Linked DNA regions of Rattus norvegicus: region 1 is linked to region 2. A link is a contact called in public Hi-C data. All regions are on one chromosome and are shown on one strand. Each heading gives the region's core, a stretch centred on a gene start, on an enhancer-like site or on the middle of the called end of the contact. The rest is flanking DNA. Distances are from core to core; before and after follow the strand shown. Region 1 overlaps Rbfox2 (RNA binding fox-1 homolog 2). Region 2 overlaps Rbfox2 (RNA binding fox-1 homolog 2).

Region 1 (5,097 bases), core at 2,083-4,582, 120 kb before region 2:
TTGTATGCTACGCAGCTGAATCATTTAGCATATATAATTCTGACTTTGTATACATTCATAGAGTTGTTCAGCCATCCCAGCATCAGATTTAATTTAGAACTATTTCATCACTTCATCTGAAGCCACTTCCTACTGAGTCATAACTCCCTGATTCCTGTATTCCACCCGTGCCCCAAGTTGTGCTCATCCACTGTCTACTTTTCCCGGCAGCTTTTCTTTTGCATGCAGATAGGTCAGTGGCCCTTTGAGGCTGGCCTCCTTGCACTGCAGATTCATAGATCCATCCATGCAGAGTGGAGATGCCAGCCAGTGCTCCTGTTTTCTTTTGTTGTTGCTGCCCAGTCGTGTTCCTTTGCATGGCCGTGATATAAAATCTTAGTTATTCTGGAAAACATGGTATTTTAATGCTAGAAGGAAAGGGCAAGTGGAGTGAGACGATAGGAAGTAAGCACTGCTAGCTCGTGGGTGATGGGGGAACTGCTGAGCAAGACAGGCACCCTAGGCCTGCCTGAGTCCCTGTAACTGATAGTGGAAGAAGTGGGACACTGGCAAGGGCCTCCTGGTGGGTCATTTGTGGCAGGGCTTTAGTGCTTCTGACCTGGGCACGTGAGGCTTTCAGGGAACTTGTTGTGTAATCTTGTGTGTTGGCCAGCACATCACCCCTACAGACACTTTGTGTGGAACTGGAGAGGCCTTTGCTGAATTAATCTGAAGACATTTCCCTTGGTTCCTGCAACTCTAGATCCCTTGAGCATCTTTTAAAAAGAGCTGCCAGTTTGCTGAGAGCAGGCAGTTGTGAGATTGCTTATGACCATATGATTTGCCCAGTGCAGATAGCCCCCTTCGTTTAGGCCCTAATCCATTGGTCAGATATAGCAATCATCATTTCTATGTGGGATGTGAAGGCTAACTCAGGCCCCTGTATGTCCTTCTGAGCTGAGGTGTTTGGGAGGGTACCTTTACAAGCCAATAGGTGCCCTTCCAGGCGTCAGGTGATTTTACATTGTCCTACTGTTTCCTGCTAGTTGCTTTTATTTTATACTCCAGAGATGTGTCTTGACTGGACCTGAACTATCAGTCTGTCTAGGGAGTGAGCTGTAATTACTTGTCTTGAAGCCCTGGCTCTTCGCTGGCATGTTTTCTAACAGCCCAAGGTAGGAATATCAGCAGGGTCTTCAGCTCACTGAAGGTCATAGCTGACTTTAGTCATGTCATCCTGGTTCTGCAGTTGGGGAAACTGAGTCATAGCCAGGTCTTACTATGCCTATACTCTAGTAAAGAGTTGGGCTTGTGATACAGGGAGGGCCCTTATTATCAGTATGCACTTTCCCCAGAGCAGTTTCCTGATGGACATGTACTGTCACGACCAAGACTTGGCCTGGCCCTGCTCCACTCCAGCACTGCAGGCTTTGAGGTGTGAGTGGGTGTGAGTTTGTCAGGTTAGGGTTGTGGTGATGAAAATCTCAAGAGATGACAATGGCAAAGGCGATGGGTTCTAAGCTTAGGATCCAGACTGACAGCACCTCCCCCTGTTTGTCTGTGATGACATGATTGTAATTCCTTGAGAGTTTATTTCTATCGGATAAAAACATGTGCTGCTGCCCTAGTCTAGCAAGCAGCCATTCTACAATGCTTGCCTAAAAAATGTTGGTTATGTTGTCAGCTCCATGCCTGGTAGAACATGAAGAGAGGAGATCAGAGTCCTTCCCCTTCTTGTCCTTATTTGCTGCTCCATACCCCATTTTCTTCAGGTGTACAGATCCAGAAAGGTCTGTTTACTATGGCAGCACAGCACAGTAGTACATGTAAGCTGGGAGCTAACTCCATATTGAGACCTCCTCACTATGTGGCTTCATGTAGTCCTTTTCTCAGGCTTCCACCGATGAGTCTGGCAGAGATGGTGTGCTGCCTTGAGTGGTCTGTGGCATCCTCATGTTACTTGTGTCTCACCATGGCATGGGTGAAGTGCAGAAATGCTTTAATTAGGATGGTTATTAACTGTCAGGGCTACTCCTTCACAGAGTTGGTTTACAGTCCCCCATTATAATTTATAGCAACAGCTACTATTTATTGAATGCTTACTATGCATCAGATACACAGTAAGTACATACACCTATGTACACATCCCTTCAACACCTCATTATCCTAACGATCATTCTCTTTCCAAGGCAACTGGTAGAAGCTGTGTTTTGCAGATACATACATAGACTGAACTTTAGTGAGGTTGAGTCTTAGAGGCTGAAAATGGTGGAACAGGTATTTAACCTTAGACCTGCCTGACAGCCAGCCCATGCTTCTAACAGCTACGTTCCTGTCTCCCTTGAGTAGTTAATTTGCTGAACATTCCTGAGAAAAAACTGCCTGGTCACCAGTGCTTCTAAGATGTATACAGCAAGCACCTGTGTTAGCAAAGGGCGTCAACAACACAGTGTAAGCTAACTTGGCTTGGGCCACAGAGCCAGCACAGGGAGGAGCTGTAGAAAGACTGCTACTCAGTTCCTCAGCTATGTTGAAGGGCCTTTCTGTCCTTGAGGTCAGAACGATTGCAGGTCTTCCACAATCTCCGTTTCTGGAGAGATAGGGCTGCTCCATTTCTGGTTTATTTGGTTGGACAGGGGAGGATGTGCCTAGCCCTGTCTGAGGCCACCCAAAGGTGGTTAAAGTTCATTCCTGCACTGACTTGCTTTAGGTTCCCAAGCTTTGCCACCGAGCAGAACACCCCCCCCCCTTTCCTAGTTTAGAACGTGTGGTGCTGTGTAGGTACAAAGGACACAGCTGTTTTCTGTGGCTCCTCAGTGCATACATAGCATGTGGAGTCCTCGTCAGCTGCAAGGCAGAACAAATGCTGCTCCAGTTCTCTCCATAGAACGGGTGTACTCCCTGTAACATTGTGAAATGGGACAGAGAAACTCCTGGGGAGAGAGTGGAGCTAGGGCTGAAGGGCATCACCTCACCTAAGTCAGTTAAGTGGCCCCAGCCTGGCTCACTGACTTGGGCAGACCTCCCCAAAGGATTTGGCATGCTGTTAGGTTCTCTTTCTTCAGCGTGTGTGTGCTATACCGTTACAGAGTTATAACTCGCAATGAGATAGAGTTCTTCCAAAGTCAGTCAATCAATCTATCTACTATTTTTCCTTTCCTTTCTTTTTGTCGTTTCTTTCCTTACTTTTTCCCTGGCTTTCTTGATAGGATCTTTCTTAAGGAGTAGAGACAAACCAGAAGAGGGAATGGGACTGAGTAGCCAAGTCATGTTTCCAAGATGACAGAGCGGGGGGTGGGGGGGTGGGGGGTGGGGACGGCCAAGTTAAACAGGCTGAGTCCACTCCGTAAGGGGGGGGGATGTAGGTGTCAGATTTCAGCTCCAGAGCTGATTGTGGCCACTGTGGAAGCGTGAGACTGTCCTAAACGCCTGCAGTCATCCCGACTTACTCTTCGGAATCTTCCTTGAACAGCAGAAACTTTACTTTTTGGTGAAGGTCGGAAGTTACCATTTCCAGAGCTTGGTGGTCACAAATATTCAGAAATATGGCACAGATTTACTGCAAAATCTGAGCAGATAGATGCTCCTGCTGTTGTTTACTGTGGAGATCAGATGACAGTCTTCTCTCTTCTTCTTCCCACCCCTTTGGGAATCAACCAATCACAGAGGAATGGATTTCAGTGTTCCTAGCTTCATCCCATAAGGCCCTCCCTGGCATCTCCAGTCCTGGTAGGGCTGAGTGTTAACTCTTGGGTGTCTGAATCACAAAAGAGACAACAGTATTGACTCCGAGCCACACTAAGAGGTGTTGATTCACCGAGGATTCACTGAGCAAGGAGGAGCTGCGTTAGCTCATGTTCTGTTGCTAACTAGTAATAGAACCTTTGGAAGGCTAGTTTGTCTTTCTGGGTTTGATGCCTTATTCTACAAAATAAGAGGGGGAAGAAAAGAGACAGGAGGAGGATTATGACATAGTCTCATACAAACCACCAGGATTTCATATTCATTCATTTATATATATATCCCTAGGGTCTGAGGTGTGGTGGGGAAACCATTGTTCTACAGTAGGTGGCTATTCTAAATAGCTTACTTTTTGTTAAATTCTCACAACTCAGCAGGGCAAATACTGCTCACTCAGTTTTATAGATGAGAAAATTGAAGGCTTGTGAGGCTGTCCGACTCCCCAAGATCACTTCACTAGGAAGGCCCATCTGGCTCTAATTGCCCAGACTAGATTCCATGGATGGCAGGAAAAGCCCTGGATGTCTCACTAACCATTTCATTCTGGTACACTGAACGCTGAACGCTTCAACTCCTAGCTTTTAGCCCTGTCCTGAAGAGCTGTTACTGCTTGCTGCTGGCTAATATCCTCTAGACATTCTTCATGAGCTAAGCAGCAGCAGAAGCTGGCACAGAGGCTGGGAGAGTTATATTTCATGTCTATTAGGGGAGGGGCAGACACGTACACACACCATAGTGCATATCTGGAGGCCAGAAGACAATTTGAGGGAGTTGGTTTTTTTCCTTCTACTGTGGGACAGAGATTGAACTCAGCTGAGACATTTTTCCCAACCCTGCTTATTTTTTTTAATATGTATGTTTTAATTTTTTTAACTTATTTTTATGTGCTTTGTCTGCATGTATGTCTACCACTTGCATCCCTGGCGCCTGTGGAAGCCAGAAGAGGGGGATGTGTTAGATCCCTTGAAACTGGAATTAGACTTTTGTGAGCTGCTGTGTAGATGCTGGGAATTGAGCCTGGGTTCTCTGGAAGAGCAGCCATCTCCAGCCACACTTTTTTATGGTCTTACTATATAGACCTGGCTGGCCTGAACTTTCTGTGTAGACCAGGTTAACCTCAAACTCTGCCTGCCTCTCCTCCAGTGCTGGTGCTAATGCCATGGGTCACTACAACTGACTACCCCACCCCGCTTAACCTTTAAAGTGAGAATGTAAAGGTGCCAGCAGCTCTAACCCTTGAGATCACGGCTTTTAGCAAAACATTAGTCTCTTACATTTAGTCTTTGGTTTCCTTGCTTAGCTTTTTAAAAAGTTAGACAATATATTATGCTTTCCACTTAGATACTGTGACATTTATTCTCTTGGGATGTTTTGAGA
Region 2 (5,302 bases), core at 1,950-4,449:
TGCCCTTCTTCCCCGTTCTCCATATCTGTGCTAGGACAAGTATATACAGTTTGGTGTTAGCAAACAGCACATGTAGGCATTCACAATGTAAAAATCAAGTGTGCACTTTCACATGAACTTTAGGGTCAATTTATAATTTATTAGCTTAACCAAAGACATGAGAACTATGACTGTGAGAATTGGTAGCAATGTAGTTTATAATTCTTCTCAGGTTGATATAAACACTTGGGATGTAGAGCTGGAGATGTGGGTCAGCAGGTTATAGGTTACTTAGGGCTCTGTATGTTACTTTTGCACAGAGCCCTAAGTTTGGTTCCCAGAACTCAAGTCAAACAACTCACAGCTTCCTGTAAGCCCAGCTCCAGGGGGACCCGATGGCCTCTGGCTTTCTCAGCCACCGCACCTAATGTCCACACAGATACACAATTAAAAGTAAGGCTCTCCCAAACTCAACCCTCACTCTACCTGACCTTCTTTAAACCGGCCTACCTTGCCTGCCAGTTGGTAGATTCTTGTGTAGAAGAATTGGCTTCTTGTCCTCAGAGTCTGTTTATCTTCAGAGAAAAGAAAGACACTGGCATCCTTCATAACTTGCCTTCAGTACCTCGAGGCCGTCAAAGTTGCTGTCAACATGCTATTATTAAATTTGTTTCTGAAAATACTTTGCTATTACTATTTCCAACCAGTGTATACATTCTGTAGGAGAGTGTTAAAAACAGTTATCCTAGCATCCACTACAGTAAACATTCATTTGTCCTGTCAACAGAGCATACCCTCCTGGGGTACTTGTACAGGTGTGGTACGCTGGCGTGAGCAGAGATAATTCATTAGAATCTTTCAGACACAGCCTACCCACGTGACCAGTTAGACTGTGGAGGGATCATCATAGCCTTGATTTTATAAAAGTTTGTTTGTTTTTTTGTCATTGTCATTTGTTTTGTTTTTGTTGGTTGGCTTGATTTGATTTGGTTTTTGGTTGGTTGAGACAGGGCTTCTCTGTATAGTCCTGGCTGTCCTGGAAGTCACTCTATAACCATGCTGACCTCAAACTCAGAGATCTGCCTGTCTCGGTCTCCCCAGAGCTGCGATTAAAGGAGTACACCACCATTTCTGGCTCTGTAAAATCTGTTTAAGATGGGGTTTTATATATGGAGGCATGCCTGTGTTGTTAGGCTTCAGTGACTCCTCAGACAATCCTGAGAGGTTCCCCTCTGCAGGTGTAAACTGCTAGAGAAATGACTAAAGTTACAGCTGTGGGAAGTGGGCAGTGCCAGTGTACCTGTGGTGAAGGTGGTGGGCACTTGATGAGGTAGTCCCTGTGGTGAGCTGCCTCTGGAGATGAGCAGAGGGTAGGTTAGCCCCTGGCCTTGTTTGTGTGCTCTCTTTATATCCAATACAGGGCACGTTGTACTAATCCTGACCCACACGGCAGCTGCCGCATTACCTCCTTCATGGTGTCTTCCTGTCAACAGCGGACCACCACTGTTACTATCATTCCTCACTCCTGATGCCTGATTCCTGCTTTTCCTCATGGGGAAGAATCTCTAATTTGCCTTTAACAGCAGAGATAGACATCAACAGATGTATAGGTATTTTTCTGAAATTCAGCCATACACATAAAGTGGGAGAGTTTTTCCATAAAGTGCCAATCTGATCATTTAAAATTGTTGGTGAAGAAAAGTCCCAGTTGTCCATTTCCAGTGATATTTAGGCTTGCTTACACCGCTGTTACCCACAGAACTAGACCTTACTACTGTCTTCAGTTACTCTACTCCCAAAAGTCCGTGGTGTAAGACACAGGTAAAGCAGGACTGAACGAACTCCTTCACATCTCGTTATGGAGCCGGTAACCTTGAGTGTGAGTTTTTACACAGCAGTTAGTAGAGAAGTATAGGCTTCAGGTCAGAGAGTCAGCTGAGAGAAGAGCGGGATCTAGAAAGATGGCTTGGTTTGTAAAATGTGTGTGTCCCTTGCAAGTGTGAGGACCCGAGTTTGACCCTCCGCACTCACATTAAGAAAAGAGACATACGTAGAGAGCTGGCTCATTGGAGCAGTCAGTGAAGGCACTGCGCCGTCTACCTCTGCCCTGCCCTCCACTGCACCAGTGCATACGTGTGCACACAGTAATAACAGCTTCCTGGGTTTGGTTTGTTTTGTATGTTCAGATTTTTGGTTGAATAGTTTGACCCGAGTAGCTTCCTACCTTAATCTTGGTCTGGCCTCACATACTTCATATTTTATCGTATTGTTACTGCAGTTAATTAAGTTACTGTTATTATTGCAGTTCTTTATCCTTTTATTGGGTTTAAATTTCCCTTTACAAAATATGCATGGATCAAAAATGTGCCTTTGGAAGAAATTGCTGGTGTTAGTTGTGCTGACGTCACTTCATACTGTGATGTTTTCTGTTTACCAAAAGATGAGTATTTCAATATAACGATGTGCATGTTTTCCCCCTTCTCCCGCTGCATGCAGGGATTCGGGTTCGTAACTTTCGAGAATAGTGCTGATGCAGACAGGGCCAGGGAGAAATTGCACGGCACCGTGGTAGAGGGCCGTAAAATCGAGGTGCATGTCTTCAATAATTCAATTTCTCATTTATATTTTTCTTTCTCTTTGTGTACTGCCTCACTTCACCTTTGGACCCCTGTCCTGTCCATGTGTGCACTCCTGTCTGTGTGTGTACTCTGTCTGTATGTGCACTCCTGTCCGTGTGTGCACTCCTGTCTGTCTGTCTTCACCTCCTTGCACTACACTATAAAGTAACAATCTGTCGGCTTCTCCCCTGCTCTTGGTTGTTCAAGGGTTAATTTGGAGGGCGGGGATGTATGCTTACCTGTTTTCCACTTACTTTTTTTCCCTCTTCCAAAATGTTCATCCTTCTGCTCTCTTGAGTTTTTTTCCTTTGCTTCAGTTTGCAAGACTCTGAATTCCTATAATGAGGCCTAAGCAAAACTAACTTCAAAAATGTCTAAAACCTATCTAGCTCTAGCATTGTGTCTTGGAGGCCAGTTCCCCTCCAAGTACGTTTGGTACGTGTGGATAGATGATTATGGGGGGGGGGGGGGCAGAATCTAAAATTCTGGTAGTTTTAAATCTTAATACCGAGAATTTCAAGCCTTGCCTCCAAAGTTGACAAATGCAGTCTCAAGAGAGGGTTCAAGGGCAGCTGGTGGCATTGATGGACAGATGTGGTGATTGCAAAATCAGCCCTTGGGCTCACCAGCATAGAGTGACGAACAGATTGAAGGTTAACTGGCTCCTCTCCCCTTTCCCAGTTTTTTAAAGTATTAAATATAAAAGCCACCATTTGAGTAAGATGTCTGCATATTTTGCTTTTTTCCCCTTTCCAATGGTTTAGCATTTAGGGCCCTTCACTTGCCTCACTCTTTCCATGGTAACTATACACAGTGCTGGCGATGGTGCCCGTTGGCGGTAAGTGAACTGAAAGTGCTAGCGAAGAAGCTTTTAAAAATGTAATCACAAAACAATTAAGAGAGAAAAAGTCCATCTGCCATCTCACATTAACACTACCAGATGTGGTTTGACTTGCTTCTCTCCCTTCCTGCCCCTTTTATTTTCACTGCTGTGGGGTGATGTCGCCTGGACTTTGGATGTACATCCTGTCTTGTAGCAGTCTGAGCTGTTTGGTTACTGACTTCATGGTGATTTTTTTTCCCCTTGCGCATCTTACTCAGAGTTACTGAACTCCAGTTTGGCTGGTTTTATTAATGCACTCTGCCCCCTTTCCTAAACCCCTGTGCAGCTCTTTCCTGTCAACACCCCTCCTGTTCTTTCCTGTTCTCCCCTACCACGCTGTTCAGTTTCCCTGGCTTCCCATTTCAGCCCCTTCCTTTCTTCCTCCCTGTCCCTCTCTGTCTGGAGCTGTGGGTGTCTCTTGCTGACTGGTAGTGTCTGCTTGGTTCTGGCTGGTTTTCCTTTGAATTGCTTGGTGGCTTTCTGCTGTAGCAGCTGGTTCAAGCCCTTGCTCCATTCCGACCTTGCTGCTCACTCTCCCTCTTCTTTCCGAATTGTTTCTTTCTTTTCTTTGTGTGTGTTAACTGCATGCTCTCAATCTCATCGTTGTTGTCTCCCATTCTTTCTTTGTAAATGTGAAATGTTTACATTATCTGGTGGTCAAACTAGAGTAAATGAAGTTTCAAGCTGTCTTCATGAAGGAAGAGAGAGAAGGTCATAAATGTTTTTAAATTCCAGTTTTACTGCAAATTGGTCTCCTTAACATAAATCTAGTACAATGTATATTCTTAGAGGCAAAGTAAGCTGATCTTGGTGGCACAAGCCTATAATCTAAGCATTCAGGAGGCTGAGATAGGAGGATCACAGATTTGAGGCCAGCCTGGTTACATAGCAAATTCCAGACTCAGCCTGAGCTTCCTAATGAGACTTGTTTTTAAAAAACAGATGAGACATATTTATATTTCATAAGCTCCAAGCTCAAGGCAAGCTGCAGTTAAGTTTATGATGAGGCTCTGAAGGTGGTCCCGAGACCACCCACAGTGTCCTAACTTCTGCCGCTCCTCTCCTTTCCCCACCTTGGCGTGGAGAAGCCTCATACATGCTTTGTCATGGGATAGAGGACCACAGGACAGGAGAGCTAAGCAATCACTCTTCACTGCCGAGCACTTGTGCCAAAGGCCCTCTGAAGCTTCATCTTAAATGAGTGATCCACGTGATCTAGAAAATTGAGGATGACCCACAGACTGCCACCACAGGAATCTTTAGTCCCTCTATTTATTTTCTAATCCCAAGTAGTTAAGAAAAGATAGAGAACATCAGGACAGGATATGACATCAGCATCATGGCTCAGGTGGCAAGCCTCTGTTTTATTAACAAGCTTCAACGTTCTTTTGTAGATATATTTGTTCCCTATTTCCTTTTTTTCCAAAGCATCCTCAGTAAAGAGACATCTTAAGGTGTCCAGAGAACTTGTAACTGCACGGTTTCTCTGCAGTGCTGACAGGTAGAACAGCCACAGTTTTCTATTTGGAGACCAAGAAACTACATTTTACTCTTGTTAGCCTCATTTAATAAAACGCTTACATTAAAATTCTATGACTATTTTATAATGCTATGTTAATTATCTAAATGCTATCAGAAATTTACTTTTTAAATGATGTACTGTTACTGGATGCTCAGTAATGTCCCTAATGTGTCTCTCCTGCCCCTCTTGTCTGCTCATTATTTTTAGGTGAATAATGCTACCGCACGGGTCATGACCAACAAGAAGATGGTCACACCATATGCAAATGGTGAGGAGTTACAAGCTACCTTGGGGGAACCT

Evidence for each region. A called contact is a pair of places that touch in the nucleus more often than the background predicts.
Region 1: a Hi-C map of liver shows a contact between it and region 2, with 3 times the contacts expected there. The contact joins two enhancer-like sites. A contact is called at or near these places in 3 of 12 Hi-C or Micro-C datasets (kidney, liver and mammary epithelial cells).

The regions. Positions count from the first base shown.
Region 1 is chr7:110,831,411-110,836,507 of GRCr8, reverse strand. The region is part of intron 2 of Rbfox2 (RNA binding fox-1 homolog 2); the gene reads left to right. Among named protein-coding and RNA genes, the nearest start is that of Rbfox2, 100 kb to the left of the region's middle. Within about 2 kb of position 3,332, at least 32 of the 93 cell types and tissues checked have an H3K27ac peak or open chromatin away from gene starts, as enhancers often do. A contact at or near this core is called in liver, where this site is marked.
Region 2 is chr7:110,715,253-110,720,554 of GRCr8, reverse strand. It overlaps Rbfox2 (RNA binding fox-1 homolog 2), which reads left to right. Exons shown (of 14, transcript NM_001414967.1): 6 at 2,476-2,568; 7 at 5,210-5,270. Among named protein-coding and RNA genes, the nearest start is that of Mb, 70 kb to the right of the region's middle. Within about 2 kb of position 3,199, at least 1 of the 93 cell types and tissues checked has an H3K27ac peak or open chromatin away from gene starts, as enhancers often do. A contact at or near this core is called in liver, where this site is marked.